Regions from separate parts of the Mus musculus genome. Here region 1 is linked to region 2. The links are chromatin contacts, called in public Hi-C maps. All regions are on one chromosome and are shown on one strand. Each heading gives the region's core, a stretch centred on a gene start, on an enhancer-like site or on the middle of the called end of the contact. The rest is flanking DNA. Distances are from core to core; before and after follow the strand shown.

Evidence for each region. Hi-C and Micro-C count contacts between places; a contact is called where the count stands out from the background.
Region 1: a Hi-C map of muscle stem cells shows a contact between it and region 2, with 2.1 times the contacts expected there. The contact joins two enhancer-like sites. A contact is called at or near these places in 17 of 484 Hi-C or Micro-C datasets (DN3 thymocytes, bone marrow-derived DN2 thymocytes, bone marrow-derived macrophages and 8 more), 19 of 115 datasets of contacts at active chromatin or transcription factors (the 230-238 cell line, bone marrow-derived macrophages, cardiomyocytes and 11 more) and 4 of 9 other capture datasets (adipose tissue, embryonic stem cells, liver and 1 more).

Annotation. Positions count from the first base shown.
Region 1 is chr15:12,543,788-12,549,253 of GRCm38.p6, reverse strand. The region is part of intron 3 of Pdzd2 (PDZ domain containing 2); the gene reads left to right. Among named protein-coding and RNA genes, the nearest start is that of Gm52211, 55 kb to the right of the region's middle. Within about 2 kb of position 3,378, at least 15 of the 459 cell types and tissues checked have an H3K27ac peak or open chromatin away from gene starts, as enhancers often do. A contact at or near this core is called in adipose tissue, muscle stem cells and uterus, where this site is marked.
Region 2 is chr15:12,373,445-12,379,147 of GRCm38.p6, reverse strand. Pdzd2 (PDZ domain containing 2) reads left to right here. Exons shown (of 26, transcript NM_001081064.2): 21 at 2,768-5,703. Among named protein-coding and RNA genes, the nearest start is that of Golph3, 55 kb to the right of the region's middle. Within about 2 kb of position 3,392, at least 120 of the 459 cell types and tissues checked have an H3K27ac peak or open chromatin away from gene starts, as enhancers often do. A contact at or near this core is called in adipose tissue, muscle stem cells and uterus, where this site is marked.

The DNA.
Region 1 (5,466 bases), core at 2,129-4,628, 170 kb before region 2:
GTGACTTCGAAACTGGAGGTAAGAATCTAACGGGGAAAAAAAAGAAAAAGAAAAAGCCCAGGCCTTTCGACCTGAGGTGCATACGGAGGCTGGATCTACCAATGTGAGAATTTAACCACAGCCTCCCAGAAATGAGCGGCTACCTGACAGCTTGTGACTTTCTATTTGGGGGTTTGCATGCCTGGGAAGTCAAAAAAAAAAAAAAAAGTGGTTTGTATTCACTGGGAGGAGCGATTTGGAACTGGTTTGTCAATAACTGGATGTAAAGAGGCAACCTGTGAGTGTCTCTGTGTGTCTATGTGTGTGTATTGCGGTGGAAGCAGTCCTTCGGTCCTTGGACCTTTCTCCTGGCTTTTGGTTAGCTTCTGGTTAGCTTTGTTAGCCAAAGGTTTCCTCTCCCAAAGGGAGAGTTTCGATGTTTCCACATACAAGGCTGTCATCTCCTCTGGGGATAGGTCTTTGCCCCAAATTACTAAACAGTGTGCTTGAACAACAACCCTATTCACTGATTATGCAAACTTTTTTGACTAGATTACCCAGAAGTTAAAAAAATAATAATAATGAAGAATGCTTAAAAAGAGGATAGTTTTGGTTTTTGTTTTTTTTTTTTTTTTTTTTTTTTTTTTAGTTTTTGGGATTTTTTGTTTTTTGTTTTTCTATTTTTTGGATGTTTGTCCCTCCTTCCTTCCTTCCTTCCTTCCTTTCTTTTTCTTTTTTCCTTCTTTCTTTCTTCCTTTTTGAATCAGGGACTCCCTCAGTATGTAGCCCAGGCTGCCCTTGGACTTGTGAACCTCCTACCTAAGTCTCCAGTTCTGGGTTATAGTTGTGAACTGTCTCTGGTCCTAGTTCAGTGGGTAGCTTAGAAGTAGAAAGAGTGAAGTGACTTCAAGTGACAAGAATAGAAAATGGAGAGAAGTGTTTCTTTTTTTTAAGGTTTATTTACATATTTTATGTATATGAGTGCTCTGTCTTCATGCACACCAGAAGAGAGCATCAGATTCCGCCACAGATGGTTGTGAGCCACCATGTGGGTGCTGGGAATTGAACTCAGGACCTCTGCAAAAGTAGCCAGGGCTCTTAACCATTGAGCCATCTCTCCAGCCCCAGAGAGAAAAGTTCCTGAGAATATAAACATCTTTTTTCTTTCTATAAACTAGGTCTAGCTGAATATGACAGGGAGCATAATCTATATAAAATACAGTGCTATAACTGTTTTTGCATAAACTCACGTTATAGGTGAATTTCAAAGTAACTTGGGATGCAAAATTCTCAGCTCTCCAGTAATACCTCCACTCTCTCTAGGAAGTACTGTGGGACCCCCCCCAGGTGACGTTCAGAGTTTTGTAGAAGGAGGCTCCCTTGGGTTCTATAGGAAAGAGTTAGCCAGGCAGTGGGGGGTACACACCTTTGATCCCAGTACTTGAGAGGCAGGTGGATCTCAGAGTTAGGGGCCAACCTGATCTACAGAGCAAGTTCCAGGACTACTCGGGCTACACAGAGAAACCTTGTCTTACTGCCCCTTCCTTCTCCCCCACACATACATTCCCCCTCCCCCCACCAAAAAAAAAAAAAAAAAAAAAAAAAGAGTTCCTAGACGGACCATAGCCAGAACCTGAAATAGGATACCAAAGAGTTGTTGAAGGGAGGTGGGGGTTCCCTGTTCCTCCTGTCTCCTGGGACGTGCTTTTCAGCCCTGCCTTTGCTGAGCTGTTATTTCTCCAGGGCCGTGGCCTGGCTCGTGGCCTGCCGCCTTCTTCAGTGGGTGCTCGGGGTGTTGGTTGGACTCTTCTGATTCTTGGGAAGCTTCGATTCTTATCCTGACATCCTATTGGAAGCCTGAGGTATCCTTCTTTATGGAAGCGCAGTCACAAATAATTTTAAGTCACCTATTGATTGGGACTGGGGGTCACCTTGGCTGGCCTCAAACTTGCTGTATAGGACCAGACTGGCTTCAGCCAAGTGCTGGTATTAAAGGCATACACCCACCATGCTCAGCCCAAGAGTCACTTATCTTTGTAAGACCTCTAACAAGAGACAGCAGTCATTCCCTTACCCCTCAGCAGCCCCAAGGGCAGCCATTTGAACATTGCCTATTCATTTTTCAATGGTTAAGTGCATCCTGCCCGGTGGATGGTGCTTACTGAGCCTACCCGTTCTGATTGCACTCAGGGTTTGCTATCGTCCAGCCAAGCTGGGTGCATCAAGCAGCAAGAGCCGCTTGCCAGCAGTTGTGATGAGGTAAAGAGGGGCAGGGATGTCTCAAGTTCAGGAGAAGGAGCTAAACCCTCAAAGACAGTCATCACAACTGTCCCTGTGTCACCGTACTGGGAACACGTTCTTCCTCTTGTTCATGGGACATCCTTTATCATCTGAGCCCCCCCCCCCCCAAGCCTTGCCTTTTATATTCTGTTCCATAAGTGCCCAAAACCATGCACATGACATCAGTGTCTTGAGAGCCTCCATGCCTGACTGACAGGTTGAACTAGGGTTGAACTTGGCTACAGCGGAAATCTCTTCCATTTGAATCAGGTAAAACACAAAACAAAACAATGATGCTCTTCCTACTCTCAGGGCCCTGCTCAGAGGTTAGCTTTTTAAATCTAAAAATCCCCTTCGTCTCTTCTGCATCACCATTAATTTGAAGGAAGTTTTTATGGACTGAATCATTAAACTCTTACCTATTCTATTACATTTCCTGTTTCCCTTTTAAAAGTTCTACTTCCTGGGAAATGTCCCCATCCTCTCCTCTGAGATGCTATATCCCAGTTATATGTCTGCCAGTCAGATCTCTAAATCCCAAGAGCTCCTTAGGGTTCTTATAAATTGTCTTATAATCTCCTGCTATTGTTTCAGGGATAAAAAGCATCTCTACTTTGCAGTCCTCAAGACTGTCTTTGAAGTCCCCCTCTCCTCCCTGTATTGTTTCTGTTTCCTCTGATTTCCCCCTGGCTGTTTGTTTTGATTTTTTTAATCTCTTCCATGGTAAAGGCTTTCCTAACCTGCTTGATGATCCTTGACCCATTCCTGAAAGGCTAATTGGAAAGTCTGAAACGGATAGGTTTCCTTTTTATGAAGGAGACCCAGGGCAGCATCTCTGAGCACGCAATGCCTGGCACACAGCACACTTTTCATATGTGTCTGCACAGCAACTGAATGGCAGAGGATCTTGCCAAGGCCAGGTGGCGGCCACTGGTCTTTGGTTTTGGTGTTTTGGTTTTGGATGGCGTTTTATTGAGCACACTTTTTTTTTTTTAATTTATTTAGTGGATACGGCAGTGACTGTTGAGTAACTTGCAAGTGCCTTCCAGGGCCTCCACTGAAGACTGACTGGCTGGTGATGTCAATGGAGAACTCCCATCAGCAGACGTAGTTTCCTCCCTGGGACAACTGCCCAGATGGAGACAAGCCTCTGTGGGAGGGGACTCTCTTGGAGTGAGATCCCGAAGGGCAATATGGGAAAGAAATGGGAAGCCATCACCTTTGCTCTTGGAGACCTTCTCTTTCCCGTTTAATTGGTGGTCCCCACCTACCAGCTACAACTGGCATGGCTCTGTCCAGAGCTGCTCTGACACAGCAGGGAAAAGAGGTAGCAGACTCCTGGCCTTCACCTGAAGTCTAGGACGAAAGGAGACAGTTTGGGGGGTCTGATGGCTTTATACACTGACACTCAGCCAGCCCACCTGCATTTGGGGAGTACCCTTGTCTAACTGACACGTGTCACTCTTAATTCCCAGGGCTCTCTGGGATGCTGAGGATGAAGGACTGTAAGTAGGCTTCCAGCCCCACCCCCACTGTACTAGGATCAGCTTGCCCTCATCTGGAAGTCAGGCACTTCTAGTTTATTACTGCTAGTTTATGTGTCTGTCAGCTTCCCAAAGCTTGCTGTAGTCACCGCTTCTCCTGGTTTGCTCCGTCTTAGTTCAGCTTGCTGCTGCCCCACCCCCTCAACATTTTGCAAACTTTTAAACATTCCTGAACTGTCAGCCAGTCTGTGTGTAGTCCCTGCCCAATTCTCCCAGCTTTGCCTGGAGATTTTCCTCAGTTCTTCCTCCCGTGTTTCTGCCCCAGTGCTACAGGGACCTGCTGGAGATAAACATGCTAGCAGGACACACTCTCCTGTTGGACCCAGCAGTAGTACCGCAAGGTGCCCAAGTGTCTGGATGGCTTGGTATTGGGCTTGAGCTGAGCAATTTGGAACTGATTTGTCAGTGACTGGATGGAGCTTGTTAAGTCCATTGTGCAAGAAGCTACTGCTCATGATGAGCATGGAGCAAAGGCTATTTCCAAGTATCTGATGCTCTCTGGCTTACACAGTTCCATGTTGGCGAATCGCAGCACAACCTGTTGTTGGCTTCTGTGAGACATGTTTGTGTTCATTTGTATTGTCAGTCTTTGCCTGCCGCCTGGTGAGTGGTGAAAAAAGGAAGCTGTGTGGACCTGGGAGTGCTTTTCCCTCAGGCACTCAGCCTCTTCTGTCAGGCACCTCATTCTACAACCCAGAGTCAGATGAAGGAAAGGACACCCTGGGCGATGAGGAGGAAGGGCATGGAAGTTTTAGAAAGGGTTTGCTTGTTTCTTAGAGAAACATACAGGACAGCTCTCTTTTGTCTTCTTGCACATGCTGCTATCTGGAAACACTGGTCTCTAGGATCCAACCTTCACAAGGCCGTTGTAGAGAGCAGGAAAGCTTGCCCAGAGCCCTGCCCTCTCCTCACCTCCAACTCAATTTAAGTCATTTTTGAGTCAAGATTTGGTATCATTTGTCACCAAAGTGATCCAGGTAGAGACTTATTCGGGCATCATCCCCTTATCTCTGAAAGGCATCAGGGAAACCGCAGACGGGCTCAGATTGGAGCAGCCTGCCTCCTCGTTTGATGCTTATATTGATTCTAAGTAGGATTCCTCGCAACTCAGCCTATTTTGTAGGAAGATGAGAAGAATCTTTTTTTTTTTTCCTGCTCTGAACGTCACAAAAAATACTGAACTATTTGGGGGGCAGGGAGAGACGGTTGTAGATTGCAGTAAACGCAAGGTTAAATGAGGCGCAACAAGGGAACCCAGAGCAGTCCCACCTAGAAAAGCCAAGGGCTAGCTTTACCTTCCCCCGGGTTTCACACCATATGGCAGTCTCTGCCTCTTAGGCTTGGTATTTGCTTTGCACACTTGGGGACACTTTAAAGATGAAATAAACTGTGACAGTCCTCAGAAGTGTCAGGAAGGCTAGAATGCAGGAGAAAATAGACTGTCATTCTGTGTTTTCCGGTTTGGCACCAGTGGTGAGGACGCTCTCTAGTTTTGTGAATGAAAGGCCTGTTTGGGCGTTTCCATTCCTGATGTCACCACAGCCTGGAGTGAATGCCCTTCACTGCACTAGTCACCGTTGTCGCTTGATATCTGAGTGTCTCAAAAGCGAGGCTCTAGGGAAGACTGCCTCATACTGTAATACAGCTAAGATTTACTGCATAC
Region 2 (5,703 bases), core at 2,143-4,642:
CACCCTGCCATCACGGGTAGTCGAGGCTAATTGGGCCCTGTCGCCCTGGGGATGTTCCCATTAGTGGACATTTGGCGGGGGTACCAAATGAAGCGTTATTGTGAAAGGCAGTACAAGAGCTGCCTCCAGATAACTTCATCTCCCTCAAGTATAACCCTCTGCAGGGGCTAGGGATGGTGGGGCACTTGCCTAGGATGCACAAAGCCCTGGCTTGAATCCCCAGTGTCACATACATTGGTTTGTAGTGGCTTACACTTAGGATTTGAGCATTTAGGAGGTAGAGAGAAGGGCTGGAGAGATGGCTCAGCGGGTAAGAGCACCGACTGCTCTTCCAAAGGTTCTGAGTTCAAATCCCAGCAACCACATGGTGGCTCACAACCATCCATAATGAGATCTGACACCCTCTTCTGGAGTGTCTGAAGACAGCTACAGTGTACTTAAATAAATAAATCTTAAAAAAAAAAAAGAGGTAGAGAAAAGAGGATTTGGAACTGAAGGTCATCTGGTATTCTGGTATATATATATGTGTGTATATATGTATATATATATATATATATATATATATATAGAGAGAGAGAGAGAGAGAGAGAGAGAGTTAGTTCAAGGTTAGCCTGGGACACTTAAGAACCCACCTCAAATACTAAACAAACAAACAAACCTTTGAAGACACACTTTGTGGTAAGTCACATTGCTAATAAAAATTGCAGAAAGCTTTGCCTATTAGTGAATATTTAATAAGCGGATCTGAAAGTGTTAGATCCCTGAGCCCACAGGGTGAAAGAGCAGAACACACTCCTACAAGTTGTCCTCTGACCTACACACATGCGCAGTCACACTCTCTCTCACACACACACGTGCACACACATGCACACGCAGTAAGTGGCCTTCGAGTCCCTTTCTCTTGGCACACTGCCCCTCTCCCCTGTATCTGGTGTCAGCAGAAGTAAAAACGCTATGCTTGAGAGTTCAATAGTTGAATGAGAACAACATCTGGATCAGCAGGTATTGCTGGCAGCAGCTCGTCTCCCACAGCAGGCCTGGGTAGTTCCACGCCATCTCCATGGGCGTCTTGATGAACCAGCCTTGTTATTGCCACACGCTCCACACGGAGGCCACAGGGTTCAGGTTTAGCCAAGCACAAGCTGTGGAGCAAACCCTGGCTCTCCCGCCTGTGAACTGTGAGCTTGGGCATGTTACCTAACCATTCGGTGACTCCCTTCCTCGTTCTCTCAATGCACAGGGCCCACCCACCTCCCAGTACTGGGAAGAAAATTAACTGTGTGGAAATCTCCTTCCACGGTGCTAAGACTTCATTATTGGCTAATAATTAGTTTGTAATTATTCATAAAGGGACAACAGGAGGGGGATAAAAGATTCAATTAAAGCCAAGCCCAGTGACACAAACCTATAATCCCAACCAGTCCTGAGGCCAAGATAGGATGGTGGCAGGTTCATGGCCTGCCTTACTGAACTTGCTGAAACCCAATATCAAAGTGTCATGTGAGCAGGGCCAGTAAGATGGCTCAATGGTTATCGCAAGGTCGCCCTCTGGTATATAGTGAGTTCAAGGTTAGCCTGGGATACTCAAGACACTCTCTTTTTTTAAAAACATTTTAATAGATTTATTTTATTTATATGAGTACACTGTTGCTGTCTTCAGACACACCAAAAGAGGTCATTAGATCCCATTACAGATAGTTGTGAGCCACCATGTAGTTGCTGGGATTTGAACTCGGGACCTTTGAAAAAGCAGTCAGTGCTCTTAACCACTGAGCCATCTCTCCAGCCCCAAGACTCTGTATTTAAAACCAATTAATAATTATAAAGCTTTGAGGACATATACTTAACATTTGGGGTAACACTGCTCATACGAAGACCTTTTGTGGGTCACTTGTCAAAGTGATATTAGCCCAAGAGAGTGCAGTGCATGCTACTGGGCTTTCTGAGGAGACACCCTAGGACAGAGCGGCTCTCAGCACCTGCCCTGAGTGACATGCCATGCCCCCCCCAACTGCCCCCCTTCCAACGGTCCCTGCTTCTCGGAGCTGTGTGCTCTTTTGTGCCTCTGTGCTTTCAGCCTGGTGTTCTCCTCCCCACTCGGAGCAATCCGTCCCTCATGAGCCCCTCTCAAGCTTCCTCTACCGTTAAGGCTTCCTGGAATAACTGGCTTTCAGATCCCCTGTTTGGACAAGTCACTTCAAAGCCGAGCTGAAGCTCAGTACCAACAAGGGCCCCACCTGGAGCGTCGGCTCCGTCTCCTGTGCAGCGCAAAAAAAAAAAAAAAAAAAAAAAAGCAAGCCTCCCTGTGGTTTGGAGGTTGAACTGTTTCTTGGTACAGTCCGAGTCACTCATAGTCAGATAAATAGATGCTGGAATGAGGTAAGACACGAAGCCTCTGCCCAGTCTAGGCCAAAGCTAAGGAATACAACCAACGGTGTCTGTCTTTCCAGAACTGCTGACGGCAGAGACATTTGGGTAAAGAAACCCAGGCAGAAGATTTCTGGTGTCTCCTATCTGAAAGCAAACAAAGAGGGAAATGGGCAAGTTTAAATGTCCATTCTGCTTGTCCCAGTTACTTTAAGGCCATTAAAGCAGGGTGGTGGTTCCTAGATCTGAGCGCTCTACAATTGGAGAGAGAAAAAAACCAAAGGTCTAGATGCAGGCTGTGGACTTCTGAGAAACAGTATTGAGATGGCTTATGTTTGCAGAACTTCTAGAGGGTTCCCGTTTGCTTACACTTCCCTTTCCTCTCCCCTACCCTATACAGGATGGGATGGGTCCTCAGACCATCCCCCTTCCCCAGGGAAGAGCAGGGAAGTTCGTCCTGACTCCAGCGAGACTCCTGCAGTCACCGAGCAAGTCCTCCAACCTGAGAGCCTCAGCCAGCCTGTGTCTCCCGGGACCTCGGAGCCTGAGTCCCAGGGCGTATCTAAAATGAAGCCAGCCAGCCAGAGAAGCCTGTCTCCCAGGGAGAAGGCCTCAGCTCTTCCCGACTCCAGCAGGACTTGGGCTGGCCCTGGGGACAGCACTCCCAGCACCAGGAGAGCAGCTGTCCCCATGAGCATAGGAGAGACACGAGCTACGGCCATCCCTCATCCCTCCCTCCTGGGTCAGGAAAGGAGCCGAGACCCCTCGGGTCCCAGCAAGGCCCTGGAAACTCCAGGACACTGCGTACCTACAAGCTTGAAAGATAGGGCTCTGCTTGAAGAAACAGCGTCAGCATCTGGAAAGTTGTCACACGCCGGTCCCTCTGTGCCAGTGACTACTGATGGGACCCTGTCGGGGAGCACAGAGAGCCCGGTGACAGACATTGACAAGTTCATTGGGGAAGCCCCGGAGGCGTGGCTTTCTCAGTCTCCTCAGAGAGCAGACTGCAGGACTCACCAGGACATTTTTGAGAGTCAGCCACCAGGGGGAGCTGGGGGTGGCAGTTCCCACCATGGGAAGACCGGAGGCACAGGCTCACCCCCACCCCCTCAGTGGACCTTCCAGCCTTCCGTTCTGGATTCCGTCCATCCTGACAAACAGTTGGCTGGGAACAAAAACTTTCTGAACAACTACTCCAGAAATTTTAGCAGTTTCCACGAAGACGGCGTCTCGGAACCTTCGCCCTCGTCCATGTATGGCGATGCTGAAGACTCGTCTTCAGACCCCGAGTCTCTTGTTGAAGATCCACGAGCAGCGGCCAGGAACAACTGGCCAGCTCCTCCATCTCATGAGTCCTCCCGTAAGGAAGGTAGCAGTGAGTCTGAGGACGAGCAAATAGAAATCTGTGCCCCAGGTGGTTGTCCTGAGACCCCAGTGCCTGCCCAAGCTCCTGCCCAGGCTGCAGGCGGCGCAGTTCCCTCGGTACAGCAGACTGTGAGGGAGCCGGTGGGGGACGCCTGCGAGAAAGCCTGCTTCATGACAGGAGCCTCGAACACTTGCATCCCGGGCTCTTCCCAGCCATTTTCCTTCCTGGATGTAAGCTCTCTGGAGCATGAGACTTGGGCGGGCGTACAGACTTCACGGAGCCACATGCCCGGGTGCGCAGAGGAAACCTTGGCGGTCAGCAGCACCGGCTCAGTCGTGGGAGACAGCCAGCCTTCTCAAACGACCAGACCTTGTGGAAACCCGCCATTTGTGCTCAGGAACCCAGATATGGTAAATGGTTTGGGACAGGACCTGCTGGATGAGGGAACCCCAGACAAAGGAGCAGATGCCTCTCATGTCATGAGCAGTGTGTATGCCCTGGGGGCCGAGGGCCCTAAGAATGGAGAGGCCGTTTTGGCAAACCTACACATTGCCAAGGGCGGCAACCTGGACGGCTTGCTACAGAAACCAAAAACGACCTCCAGGAGGCCTATCATGACCTGGTTTAAAGACATAAATAAAGACAGCCAAGGCGCACATCTGCAGAGCAAATCTGAGAAGGAACAACCCTCAATGCTGGCTATGAGTCCTGGCTCGAAAGGCAACACGGTGAACCCCAGCCACAGAAAGGGAATGGCTGTGCCTAAGAGTCCACCTCCCCGGCAGAAGAGTCAAGAAAATAAGGACCTATCCCCTAAAAGCCCAGTGGAAACACTAAGTAACTGTCAGAAGCCCAAGGGCAGCCCGAAGCTTAAGAGGCTGAACAGCAAAAGCAAAGCCAGTCCGGAGGCACCTGTGGCCAGTCCCGCTAAGGGCGGCAGGACCGACCACAGGAAGTCCTTGCCTTCACCCCAGGCTGCCCATAAAATGCTTTCTAAGGCAGTGTCACACAGGCTCCACATAGCTGACCAAGAGGAGCCTAAGAACACTGCTGGAGACACCTCCAAGCCTCCCCAGTGTGTGCCAGAGAGCAAGCCACCCCTGGCTGCCTCTGGGTCGCTGAGGACCTCCGCATCTGACACAAGCATTAGAACCATTACTTCTCCCCTGACCTCCCCCAAGCCTCTCCCTGAGCAAGGTGCAAACAATAGGTTCCACATGGCTGTCTACCTGGAATCTGACACAAGCTGTCCAGCCACCTCCAGGCCCCCTAGGTATGGACCAGAGGGCAAGGTGCCCCATGCTAACTCTGGGTCAGTGAGTCCCTCCGCATCGAGGACCAATATAGCCTTGGCAGGGGTCAGACAGAGCAAGCAGTTCACACACAGCCGAGTAGACTTGGTGTTAACAGAAGCAGCCCAGCCCCAGGGCATCAGTGAGAAAGGAACCGAAAAAATGGCTAGTGATCCTCTGGAAAGGACAAACCAGCTAAAAATCATTGAGATTTCTTCTGAAAGAATGCCAAAGAATGCATGTGGCGACAAGCCACCTGGTAGTGACAGAAAGGGCGGGTTCTTAACCCAGAGCAACTGTCAGGAGAAGAGTTCGGTCCGACTCAGGCAGTCAGCAGAATCGTCCCCAAAGCAGCCGCACTTCCCTCCCTCCCAGGCCTCCCAGGGGGAACAGGAAATGCGTTGGTCCTACAGCATGGCCAGACTGGCCTCCTCCTCCCCCTCCGCCCCGCAGCTGCCCTCCAAAATGCCAGATTACTCCCAGGGCAAATCAAGCCAAATGCCAGCCTCAGTCGGGGTGCCCAAAAATGGCGTACCCGTAGGCCTGGCCGGAGAAGAGCCCCCCTACTTCACACCAAGGCCAGCCACCAGGACTTATTCCATGCCAGCCCAGTTCTCGAGCCATTTTGGACGAGAAGGTCTTTCCCCACCCAGCCCAAGTCACTCGCCTCAGGACCCC